Linked DNA regions of Callithrix jacchus: region 1 is linked to region 2. The links are chromatin contacts, called in public Hi-C maps. All regions are on one chromosome and are shown on one strand. Each heading gives the region's core, a stretch centred on a gene start, on an enhancer-like site or on the middle of the called end of the contact. The rest is flanking DNA. Distances are from core to core; before and after follow the strand shown.

The links. Hi-C and Micro-C count contacts between places; a contact is called where the count stands out from the background.
Region 1: a contact with region 2 is called in a Hi-C map of skeletal muscle, with 3 times the contacts expected there. The contact joins two enhancer-like sites. A contact is called at or near these places in 2 of 3 Hi-C or Micro-C datasets (induced pluripotent stem cells and skeletal muscle).

The regions. Positions count from the first base shown.
Region 1 is chr10:78,798,691-78,805,343 of calJac240_pri, forward strand. All of the region lies in intron 9 of TEAD1 (TEA domain transcription factor 1), which reads left to right. Among named protein-coding and RNA genes, the nearest start is that of RASSF10, 150 kb to the right of the region's middle. Within about 2 kb of position 3,416, at least 6 of the 16 cell types and tissues checked have an H3K27ac peak or open chromatin away from gene starts, as enhancers often do. A contact at or near this core is called in skeletal muscle, where this site is marked.
Region 2 is chr10:78,604,992-78,611,082 of calJac240_pri, forward strand. All of the region lies in intron 1 of TEAD1 (TEA domain transcription factor 1), which reads left to right. Among named protein-coding and RNA genes, the nearest start is that of TEAD1, 20 kb to the left of the region's middle. Within about 2 kb of position 1,565, at least 8 of the 16 cell types and tissues checked have an H3K27ac peak or open chromatin away from gene starts, as enhancers often do. A contact at or near this core is called in skeletal muscle, where this site is marked.

The DNA.
Region 1 (6,653 bases), core at 2,166-4,665, 200 kb after region 2:
GACTGTTTTTTTAGGAAACAACTCCAAGGCACTGGGAGGCAGAAGTCCCCATGTGATTTTTGCTTCCATGGTTGAAAGACTGTGGAATATTTTATAAAGATTCTCTTTTTTAAAAGAAATAAAAATACTGTGGTATCTCCCCCATTGTTACTGTGCTCTCCAGTAATGGACCTCTTCAGGCCCAGAAGGCTGGATTGCCTTTTTCTTGTTGTTATTTGCTGGGCTAAACATTTTGAGTCATTCAGATCGTTCTGCAAACATTCATGTGCACCTGCACATGCAAGAAGCCGCACAGGAGAGGAGTGCATCGCTGCCCAGACGGACACAGCCTCAGCCCCTGGGGAGTATAATACCTAGTAGGTGATTATCCGAGAGATCATTGCAAAGTGCCGTGGCTTCTAGGAAGAAAGAATATTAGATGCCGTGAGTAACAGGAAACAGGGCAAGCTGCCTTGAGGAAGTAGCCCTTAAGCTGAGAGATGGAAGATTGGACAGGGAGAGAATAAGGGAGCAGAAGATTCCAGAAGCGATGAAGCTGAACTATGTGGCAGTGTATTAAACCCGTGGCTTTTTCGGAAAGTCAAGGCCCACTAAGTCCCTAGAGTAGAGGCCAGAGATGCACGTTTCAGATACGTTCAGATAATAATCTGAATGGGTAAAGTGGGTCTGGCCTGCTATTGTTAATAAAAAAGCTTTACTTACATAGACTCCAACACATGACTTAAAAGGCCCTGAAATGAAAGGAAGGCCTGGTGTAACACCCTTGGGCCCTTTGAGAAAAATCGTTATATTTTAGGGGATATGAATTGGGAGAAATTAGAATTTATTTAACAAGTACTTTTTGAGCACCTACCACTGTTTGAGGTGTTAGGAATCAGCAGTGAACAAAACAAAGTTCTTATTCTTACGGAGCCCACACTCAGGTGGAGAACACAAGCAAGAACTACCCAAGCAAATAAATACCCAAGTATGTCTGAAGATGCTAACTGCTTATGTGGAATAATGGTCCTTTGTCACGACCACTTTTTTTTTTTTTTTTTTTTTGAGATGGGGTCTTTCTATGTTGCCCAGGCTGGCCTCAAGCTCCTGGGCTGAAGTGACCCTTGTGCCTCAGCCTCTCGAGTAGCTGAGACTACGGGCATGTACCACCATGCCCCAATCTTTTTTCCAATGGAGAGTTACTTGGTTTTTGGATTAAAAGTGTATAATTGCAGAAAATAATAATACCCCCAATAGCTATGTTGACATTTCTGGCTTGTATTACGATACTAAATGATGTGCATTAGACATTACCAACCAAAGCTCTCTCACTGCTGTGAAATTATTTTGCTTAACTTCAGTCACTGTGTTGGTGTTGCTTCTGAGATTCCTATGTTGCAAACACTCATTTTGCAATTGAACACAAGTGGTTTAATGTATGCAAATGAATGTGGCAGATTGTGAATAGGATCTGTATTTGATTTTAGTGGACATGTGAGGGCCTGAAGGTTGGTTCTTGTGCTAGAGGGGAAAAGTGGTGGCTGACCTGTTGAAAGGATGGAGAACTGACAAAATTATTTAAAGCATTTGATAGTATCTTAAGTACCAGCGTCTCAAGTTATATACTATGTGCTTTACTGGACAAACACAATGTGCTATCACAATCAGGGTATAATACTACTTCAGGGCTAAGGCTACACCGGAAAATTTGTATCTTATAGATAGTTTTTTTGACTCTTAGATTTTTTTGTGACTTCTCAGACTTCAATTTTGCTATATTTTTGTTCCAACAAAAGAAACATTAAAGCCATATAAAACTCAGCTGATACATTTTAACAAATTTGACTATATACAGTACTTAAAATTTAACATCCAACATTAAACACATTAATTTGATAAGGAAGCAAACAAAGTGACCAATAATTAAAGGGCCCTAAACAAGTTAAACTTTGCGTTTGGATTCTTTAGATCTTTGTTACAGATGGACATGTACATATGTTTCCCCCTACTTCTTTGTAATGGCTTAGGCTCATTAGACTCAAGGGATTATAAAATATTTTTTTAGTAGAGAAGAAAACTTCTAGGTAGTGCTAGCAGAAAAAGAAATGATGTAGCCAGGTTCCATGCTATTTGTCATTAGTGACTTCTTTCATCTTTATTGAGCTCTGTGAGTTAAGTCATTCTACTGCCTTCTACAGAAGAGGCTTGGAGAGATTGCTGTCTTACAGTAGCCAGCTTTGCACTCTAGCCTGCCTGTAACATCTCCCAAGAGCAGATAAGACATGATTGCTGGCCGGGTGCAGTGGCTCACACCTGTAATCCTAGCACTTTGGGAGGCCAAGGCAGGCATATCACTTGAGGTCAGGAGTTCAAGACCAGCCTGGCCAACATGGTGAAACCTGTCTCTACTAAAAATACAAAAATTAGCTAAGCATGATGGTGGGCACCTGTAATCTCAGCTACTCAAGAGGCTGAGGCAAAAGAAAGAGCTTGAACCCAAAAGGTGGAGGTTGCAGTGAGCCAAGATCACACCACTGTACTCCAGCCTGGGTGGCGAGCGAAATTCCGTCTCAAAAAAAAAGACATGATTGTATTTGCATACTTTAGTAGCAACAAAATCAAGAGAAGAACCTTAGTTTGTCTCCTTCTCAGTCTAGAGTGGCCTTAGAACCAGCATTTTATGAAATTTACTTGTTGGCTTACCACATAGGTCACCCTTGCCACCGCTGAAGATTTCTTCACAAGCCTGCAACTCCTAGCAGTAGTGATGACCAACATTTAAATACTTTATGTGTGCCAACACTATGCATTATCTTACATAATCCTTGTGAAGTAGCTTGCCTGGAATTAGTGAGCTGACATGGGAAATAGGATTCCGATCCAGGTCTGTTGATTCCACATTCTGAGATTGTGACCAAAAGCCTCTAAGGTCCATTTCTATCTGATGAATGTCTGTCTGTTTTTGTAGCCCAAGGCTATAAGGAGCTAATGGGAGAATAATTAGGGGGATGATCGCCCCCTGCTGGCCCCGCATCTTGTGTAAACCAGATGGCAGCTTCCCCAAGTTGGTGGTGGTTTGTTTATGTTGGTGGAGAACCAGCAAGTCAGTCCCTCTGTTACCTTTGGCTCTACTAGAAGCTAAAAGAAAAACAGCAGAGGGTGAAGAAAGGAAGGAAGAGTGTAAAAAACAAAGACTATTTGAGTTGGAAATACACTTTCTACATGATTTCAGTGTTGCATATCAAAGGACCTCAAGTGTTAAGTGTGGGATCCTCCACCTAGGGTGGGCTATTTAAAAGGGGCCTCCCTGAAATCAGGGCCCAGTTTCTGCAGGTCAAGTTAGGCAGATTAAAACCCAGCATGGGAGATCTGTTGGCTGAATCCTGTGAGTACACAGGGAGTGGTTTTCTGATAAAGCCTGGAGTGATTCCTCCACTTCAATTCTGGGGCACAGTGGGTTCCTCCAGCCCCACATAGGACAGCAGCTGGCAAACCCCCTGCCTGCTCAGATTCCCCGGGCACCAGGCTGTGTGTCTCATGCCTGTTGTGGTCTGGATGCCACAGTGAGCAGGAGGCAGGAAGAGAGCGCAGAAAGGATTTACTTAGGCGAGAGTTACACAACCAGAGGAGGGAAGAGTTGAGGGTGGAGAAAGAGGCAAAGGGATTGTTCTCTTTAGATTTTGAGGAAGCACTCACTGCCTCGCAGAAAAAAGTTCTGTAATACAGTACAGAAACAAACCCGATCCAGGAAGGCACACATTTGCTCAGCGTGTGAAACTCATTTTTTTTTTTTTTTAAACTTTCGTTTTTTTGATTGAGACAGTTTCACTCCATCGCCCAGGCTGGAATGTAGTGGCACAATCACAGCTCACTGCAGCTTCAGCCTCCCAGGCTGAAGGGATTGTCCCATCTCAGCCTCCTAAGTAGCTGGAACTATAGGCATGCGCCACCACGCCCAGCTGATTTCTTTATTTTTAGTCGAAATGGGGTTTCACCATGTTACCCAAGCTGGTCTTGAACTCCTGGGCTCAAGCTATCCACCTGCCTTGGCCTCCCAAAGTGCTGGGATTCCAGGTGTAAGCCACCATGCCCAGCCAAGAAACTTATTTATATATTATATCAATAATAATCATCACCAGCACTTAAAAGCTGTTGTAAGCATAGTATGCTGAGCAGTATGTCCAATCTATACGTAGAAGAACCATGGCTCAGAATCATTAAAGTTATCAAGATCCACTTCCAAGAGCGTTGACTGTGCCAGAGTTTAGCACCACTCTGTGTTCTTAACCATGTCACCATAGTTTTGAAGAAACAAAGACAAAGTTCAAAAGTTAAGGCCGGGCACGGTGGCTCACGTCTGTAATCCCAGAACTTTGGGAGGCCAAGGTGGGCGGATTACGAGGTCAAGAGATTGAGACCATCCTGGCCACCATGGTAAAACCCCATCTCTACTAAAAATACAAAAATTAGCTTGGCATGGTGGCATGTGCCTGTAGTCCCAGCTGCTCAGGAGGCTGAGTCAGGAGAATTGCTTCAACCCGGGAGGCAGAGGTTGCAGTGAGCTGAGATCGCACCACTGCACTCCAGCCTGGCATCTGGTGACAGAGTAAGACTCTGTCTGAAAAAAAAAAAAAAAAAAGAAAGAAAAATACCTGCCTGCAAAGTAGCAGCTCCCCAAGCAAGGCCAGACCTCTGAGGGCCTTCCACATTGGGTAGATGGTTACTCTGGGTTTCCTCAGTTGCTTTTCCAACCCATGGAAAAATTGTCTTCCACAAAACCAGTCTCTGGTACCAAAAAGGTTGGGGACCTCTGCTTTAGAGCCTGTCTTCCATCATGCTCTAGTGGCAGCAAAGAGGTGACTGATGTCAGAATTCTTAGCAGCTGTGTGAGATTTGCAGCAAATTACTTCACAGCTCAGCCTCAGTTTCCTGTCTGTTGAGTGGGCATAACAGGATCGCTGCCACTCTCACTGTAATAATTACAGTTAGTAATATCCCTGAACATACTGAGCACTCCACAAATGCTTCTGAACCTGAATGTCTAATTAATGTGAAAGGAAATTGAGCCAGAGATCTGGACAGGGATCAAGCCTGGGAGAATGTGCTTATCAGGTGCTTTGGACTCTACTGAAATTCAAACAAGAGTCAGAATATTTTTCAGTTACTTTTTTTTTTTTTTGAGACGGAGTCTTGCTCTGACACCCAGCCTGGAGTGCAGTGGAGCAACCTTGGCTCGGTGCAGCATCCACCTCCTGGGTTCAAACAGTTCTCCTGCCTCAGCCTCGCAAGTAGCTGGAATTACAGGTGTGTGCCACCATGCCCAGATAATTTTTGTATTTTTAGTAGAGACAAGGTTTTGTTATATTGGCCAGGCTGGTCTCGAACTCCTGACCTCCTAATCTGCCTGCCTCAGCCTCCCAAAGTGCTGGGATTACAGGTGTGAACCACCATGCACAGCCTTAATTAATTTTTAAAATTAATTAAACTTTTCCTGTAGGTAATAAATTTATGTGGTCAAAAAAATCTCCAAGCATAAGAGAATGGATGGGAAACGTCCTTTCCTTCTCATTCCTAACCTACCCCTAAGTAGGTAACCACTGTTACTACTCTCTGATGAGGCTTTATAGTGATTTTAATGCGTATTACAGTCTAATATGAACATGTATTCTCCCCCCACCCTTCTATTTAAAAAGAGGATGTGATCTGGACTATGCTTCAGGAAAACGATGGCTACATCAGGTGAGAGCAGGGGCTTGGGGAAAGTATACTGCTGGCCAGCTGGTGGCTGATGAGGACCAAACCAGGGCAGGGGCCATGGTTGAGAAAATGGTAGAGGGGAGAGATGTTAGGGAGATAAAATTATAAAGCCTTGTGGATTAATGAGCTATGAGAAGAGGAGATAAATGGTAATGACTGGGTGTTTGAGACCAAGGATGCTGATATAATTTGAAGAGTCCTGTAACAGAGGAGGAAGCACGATTGCTAAGAACTGGCTTGGTGATAATACTTTTGGCTTTCATTCTCAAAATAAACTTGTTGAAATATGTATTGGAGACAGGAAAGCTCAGAGACTTTAACATACCTTGGACCTGGTTAATAGATGGCAGGGTTGACTATTTGAACTTTGAATTTCACAGTGGATGAGAAAATGACACTTACCCCGTTATCTGGGGAAAAGGGAAGGGCAGGGATGGTTCTCCATTCACAGATGGATTTGGGCTCCAGGACAGGAGAGTTCCTGAAGGGTCACCTAGGCTTGGTGATGGCAGCCTCTCAGCAAGGAGGAAAGGAGTTTTGCTGCCTGGTGTCGTGTCCTTTATTTTTATTTCTAAGTGGCTGGACCTTCTGGTTGAGGAGGTGGGAGTCAGAAGTCTTCATAGTCAGAGGAAGCCCGAAGTTTCCCCTCTGGGGGACTGGCAGGCCTGTGGTGGAGCTTGCATGGAAGGTCTGCAAATATATCCTGCAGATAACATGATTCTTTTTCATAAAGGCACTTGGTCAAATGTGGGCCCAAGGATGATTTAATTTCATGTCTTTGTACTTTCAGTGGTCTAAATTCACAGATCAACTAAAATTCCTATGTCAGAACACAGATCCTGTCTTGGTTTGGAAAATGTGACCAGGGCAGCTTTAAGGAAATCTGACATTGATGAAGCCTGTGGAAGAAAGAAGAG
Region 2 (6,091 bases), core at 315-2,814:
CCCTACCCATTCCTTTTATGGAGAAACTTTCTTTTATCAACTCTATGGTCAACCTAGCATATAGTTTGTAAAGGAAAGGTAGTTTTTTGATTGCATATCATTAGGCAATCACTGATTGTAAATTACTGGATGCATTTTAATCCTTTGCAGTTCCTCGTCTTACGCTTAAATTGTTTCATCTTCGGCCAACAGGATTTCTTTAGTTGGCTCCCGTGTCCTTTTGATGTGATCCTGTTAATAGTCTTTGATGGTTTCCTTGCTGTCCAGTCTCTTGTGTGTTCTGGGAGTTAGAATGAACCGTTTCTGCAGAGTTTGGGTTCCTTTTAGTGGGAAATGGAATTTCCAGGCTGTGATGTGTGTGCTAAGTTCTCTGTTTTTTTCCTCTTCCCACTCCTTCAGTTGAATAATCTGCTTACGTTTGAAAATGGATCCCACCTGCCATGTCAACTCTAATCGTGGTAAAAGCTTTCCCTGCACACTTGCTCTTGCGTGGCCTCTTTGGCTCCCATTTGCCACTTTCATGTTTGCGCTTGTCATCTTGTCCTTTCCTCCCTTAAGAAAAAGACCAAACTGAAGGATTACCATGGATGGCTTGTGGTTTGACTTTGGCCTCCTGAAGGCCAAAGCTCACGTTAATTTAGGCATGACAGAAGTCTTTAGTCATTGCCTTCACTCATGTCTACCTGATAGTTTGTTCTGCTCCCTGTATACATAACCAGGATGTGAGAGATTCCTTATCTTATTACCACTGTGAGCCATTCAGGCTGCAAGCTATATTTTGATGATATTGTTGGGTGCATTTATACTCATCTGTTTCAATAAATATATTAGTTGAATTAAGCTTTGTACTTCTTCTCCAAAGTGTTTAAAACAGAGTGTATTTAATGCCTAGTCATTTAAAGAATTTATCACTAGTCTAATATTTTTATAAGCTTAAAAAAGATAAAGGTTTGTAGCTTTAGGTAGATTTATGCATTGGACCCCTAGTTGTAACATAGGGGTTTTACTTCTGTGAGTCTCCGGTAGTAGGCCTGTAAGTCTAAGATGAGTGTTTTTTATTTAACAAGTCTGCTATTAAACTTATTTTTAGTATTATAATTCCTGTCTTTGCTTCTTAGAAATTGTTTTACGCCCATGTTGGTGCATCATAGTTTATGCACTTAGGCCAACACTCCCCCACCCCCCAGCAAAACAGGACTCATTTTAAAGACAAGCTCTAATGCTTTCTTTAGAGTTTCCATTCAGACCTAAAGTTTTAGCATCAGTATTACTTTTTTGTTTTGTTGGTGAAACAAAGCCGTATGCGTTCATAGTGCAGCCAACACAGTCTCACAGCAGCAGGAGTGAATAGTCCTAAAATTATCATCATTCTCCACACCACTGAGAAATTAATCAGCATCCTGGCCTGGGAAATTTTGGATACACATTTAATGCCCCTCACCCACCCTCCGGCTTTTTTTTTCATTTTAAAGCCCCAAGCTTCTTTTAATGGTTCCTCTGTATTAAGGAAAGTACAGTATTGTAGTAGTTTGTTCCCTCCCCTTTCCTCCATGGGCACTGAGAGTAGGGGGAAGAGCCTGGTAATTCACAAGGCAGGCCTCTGTGCCCCGCGGTAAACTCAGTTTCACAAAGGGAATTTTCATTATGGTCCTGTGGCTCCCTAACATAGTGGAGGCTTCAGGAGGCAAGTGGTAAAAGCTACCAAAGAAAAAGCTGGACTGGAGCCACTGACGTCATGTCAGTAAATCTGCTGGAGGAGCCCAGCCATGTAGCGCCTGCCAGCCAGCCCCTGCACTTTGGCCTTGCCTGGTCAACTGTTCTTACTGCTTCCTCCACCCCCCACCCCACAGAACAGCCTGTGTTTTTTGTCTTCTTTTTCCCCTTTTCCCTCTGTGCAACTGGGCTGTGTTGAAACCTATAAAGGCTTTTGAAAACTACTCCTACTGGTCCTGTGCTTAATGTCCTATGTGGGGAGGGTGGGGAGAACCCAGCGATCCATAAGTGAGGGAGGCTTTAAAACTTTTTTTCTAGTGGGGACTTCTTCGTGATGAATGCATCTATGGGGAACGTCATGGAAAGCAGCCAGAGGTCCGAGCCCCTACTGCTTAGTACTTTTAAAGAACTTTGCTTTTAAGTCCTGGACTGTGTGCACATGTGTGCATGCGCACAGTAAAGGAGAGAGAAGGCCAGTCAGCACATGGATGGAAATACAGAATTTCAGCCTTCCAGCAAAGGATGATTTAAGAGAATGAGTTCCAGTGTGAGTCCTTTATTACCCATTACTCATTGGTCAACTCACTCTGAACTCTCCCCAGTTTGCAACTGGAACAGTTAAATCTCAAGCTACATGCTTCTGTAAGTCCTGGATATTTAGAGTCACAACCCCAGATGGGCCTGAATTAAAATATTGCTGAGCTAAATCTATTTTTACATCTAGGGGACTGACATCTAAAAATAAACCTTATCCCACCTGTTATCCACTTTTGGGAAGTTGAAACGCTGTTAAGTCGCAGCCTGCGGATTAAGCTTTGATGACCGCTTCCCATGTGATGCCTGCATTCCACTTTCCCTGCCGTTGGCATGATGTTTTCATTGTTTCAGTAACTGTGGTCCTCCTGTTTATTTTGTTGTGAATATTCATTTGCAAATAAGATTGAAGCATAGATTCAGATTGGTTTTGATGTTGCTGAATCTTAGGTTCAGAAGCATATTAAAAGCAGTATCTTATCCATGAATCATGAGATGAGTCAGTTCCTGAAACCACTACAAGCCTCATAGTTCTTGGCTACAAGCAAAGGCAGGAAATCCAGGCTTCAATAACTTCCTTTCCCAGTCCTGGCTATAGCCGTGTTGGTGGTTAGGTTCTGCTGCCTGCCTTTGTAAGCGGTAGGAAGATGTATGTCTGAGGAACAAAGGCACTTGAGTCAATTTACTGAAACTGTTTATAATTTGTGGTCTTGATCTGAATGTCAGGCCGCATTGGCACACCCAGCTCTGCTGTGCGGCCCGGCACAACTCGGCCAGGAAAGGCGGCAGGCTGAGTCCGGGGAAGTGCCCCAGCAAACACATGGCAGATGTTTCAAGGGGCTTTAGTGTTCCAGTGAATTCTAAAACTTAGGGACATGCAAGCAGACACTATGCAGAAAGCTCTGGATTCCATATGTATCGTTGAAGTATCGACTTCTTGTTTGTTCTCTGCTTGAGAGAAAGGAGAGAAAAGAGAGAAAGGGGAGAGAGATGAAAGAACAGACTAACACACTCGCCAGCCTGCCAAGCTCTGGCCTGTCTCTTGCTTTTACTTGCAATTTACTTCCTTATATACAGGGTCTTTTTTTTTTCCCCTTTCTTTTTTTGGGTTTCTTTTGCAGTATTTCAGGCTAGTCTTTCTGACTTCAGAATCCATTTCATAACTGTTTTATTCATTATTTTAAAGAGTGAGGAGAAACATGAATTTGTCTCCCAATATTGGGTCTGATTATTTTTCTCCTTTATGAGCAGTGCCCACTTTGTATATGTACCCAAGTCAGAGCAGAGTCGGGTTGGTGTTTCTGTGTGAGGTTGGGACTCACTGTTGCTTTATGCTTTACTTATGAATTTATGAGCTTTTTGAATCTTGAAAAAAATTAAAATTGAGTGTGACTCATTTTCATTTATCAACTCTTACCTTCTTTTTCTACGCTAATTGGTGTTAGCTAGCTGTGGGATTTGGGAAAATGGGGCTGAAACGAGATCCCTTTCCCCCCTACTCTAGGTTTGTATGGAGTTACTAGAAGTTCTGATAGAAGTCTAAAAATAGCATAGGTAGACAAACCCTGTGAAAAGACACTGAGGAAGATGGAAAAAAAAATTTGAGATGATGAGCAGTTAGATATCGATCCTGCCTTTTAAATTGAGCTTGTTTCCAATTCATAGCTGGTAATAGCTCAGAAAGGTCAAATTCTGTTTCAGCCTTTGTAAAGAATAAAATAAAAGCAAATGCAAAAGTTTGCCTGGCTTTTTAATCAAGTGTGGCTAATTCAGCTCACAGCCAGGCTGGCCAGTGCCATTTCGTTCTTACTTTGTCGTTTGTACTTTGTGTTTGGGTAATTTTCTGTTGAACTTCAGGCCTCACTAAAAGGTTCTGATAAGCTGTTGAGAAAGTCGGGCTCATTTTGATTTTAGAGGCTTGATTGGGAGTCATAATTTCTGGCTGTGGCTCTCCAGATTTCAGGCTGGTACAAAAACTCCTTAGTCTTAGATGAGTTTCTTTGGAAATCACTGTGAAAATATATTACTCTTATTAACATGTAAATAGTCACTGTCTAAACTTGGAAGAGATTTTTTCTTATGTTGAGAGAGGTACAAATCCAATTATTTTTATTTGTCCTTCATTGATCTGAGAGTTAAATTCTTTTTCATGTAGATTTCAGGCTGGTATTAGAGACTGAATCTTGAATTGCTTACCGTCTCTGGACCAAGTTGTTCGGGGCCAGGGATTGATTCATTAATTAAAATCAATGTAAATGGATTTGTAAGCCTCCTGTAACAGATTATCCTATTAGCAACCACACAGAGCACAGCCCATGATCTGTGAGGAATGTTTGTTCCCTTAGGTGAAATGGACCCAGACTGATGGACTCTTTGGGGTTACTTTATGAAAAACCTAGTGGCTTTTGTAAGGAAGGGGCCTCATTTAACCTTTACGCTGAACATATATTTTTCATAGATGGCAAATTGTTTTATTTTCTGAGCTTGCCCCAGAAGGCTTCAGTTCTGTTTGTGTGTTGCGTGAGTTTCCACTGTGCTTGCGTCTCCCACACCCTGGCATTCAGCTGTTCAGGACCTTGCCATATTTCAGCCAGGTTCTGCCCCCTTTCAGGTAAGATTCCTGCTGAGAACTCTTTAAAGAAAAAAGGAGGAACCAGAAATACATTCCTACTTGATAGCAACAAAATGCTTTTTTTCTCCAACCCAAGCAGCCAACAAGCAAGCTACAAAGAAGACAGTTGCTTGTTATTTTAGGCTCTGGCTGTACAGCTGTGCCTCCTTAGAGTGGTAAGAAGACAAGATGATACCTTTGGAAAACTTTGTGGCTTTAACAAAGGTCAGAGTTCATTCAGCGGCTGTCATTTATATTGTGTTTTTTCGTTTGTTTTTATTTTGTAATTGTGTTGGACAGGTAGATACTTTCTATAGTAGGAACAGCTCACCCACCTGTTCTCTGATGTTTGGATCAAAGTGGGGACATCTGAGCCAAGTTGAGTTAAACTCTGTGTCCTGCATATTTTGGGATTGAGACAGCAATCCCATTTTCTCTTTGATGCTCACACTGCAGTTCAGGGAGACCCTAACTGGGGAGATGTTTGACCCATGGATATAGAGAAGTGTGGAAGAAAGTCACTTTGCAAAGAGATAAGCAAACAGTTGTGCTGAGGATGAGACGAGACACCAGGGGAATGGTCTCATTTCCTGATGGTTTTCCATTTCCTGGTTTCCATCTCTTGTGAGGGTTGGCTGCAGTTCCTGATTCAGGGGTCTTCTGATGGTGCTTTGGCCTTATAATGAACTTGTATTCCCTTACCGTTTTTTCTTACCTTAGGTTAGTGGAAGTGGGGTTTCTGTTAATTGAAACGAAATGGTGTTTGGCTAATGAGTTTGTTAGGAGATATGCCCTGTGTGGTGTTCTAGGGAGGCCCCATTCAGCAAAGGCAGCTCCGTTTGGTTGCATGTGCCTTCTGCTTGGTCTGCCACGCAGGGCTGCTCCCCTCAGTGGATAGAGCTGTCCTGGATCCTGTGCTCTCCTGTGTATTGGGTTTGAGGGAACATCATTTCGGTTCTTGGACTGTGTAGCTAACTGGGGAACAAGGGTTACCGCCTTCCACGCTGCCTCAGACTGGAACATTTCAGGGCTTGACTTAGGCCTTTCTGTTGCCTGGTGTGCCCTGTGGATTTAGGCTGTGTGGTGCTAGGTTCAAGCATGGCAGGTGCGGAATTTTCCCAGTCGTGCCTGGGGGCACTGAAGAGTTCTGGTTGGCTGAGCACGTGGAAAGCAAGCCAGGTGTGTCATTAGGTCTGAGTGTCCTGCCTGGGTACCACCCCTTGTTTCCTCCCC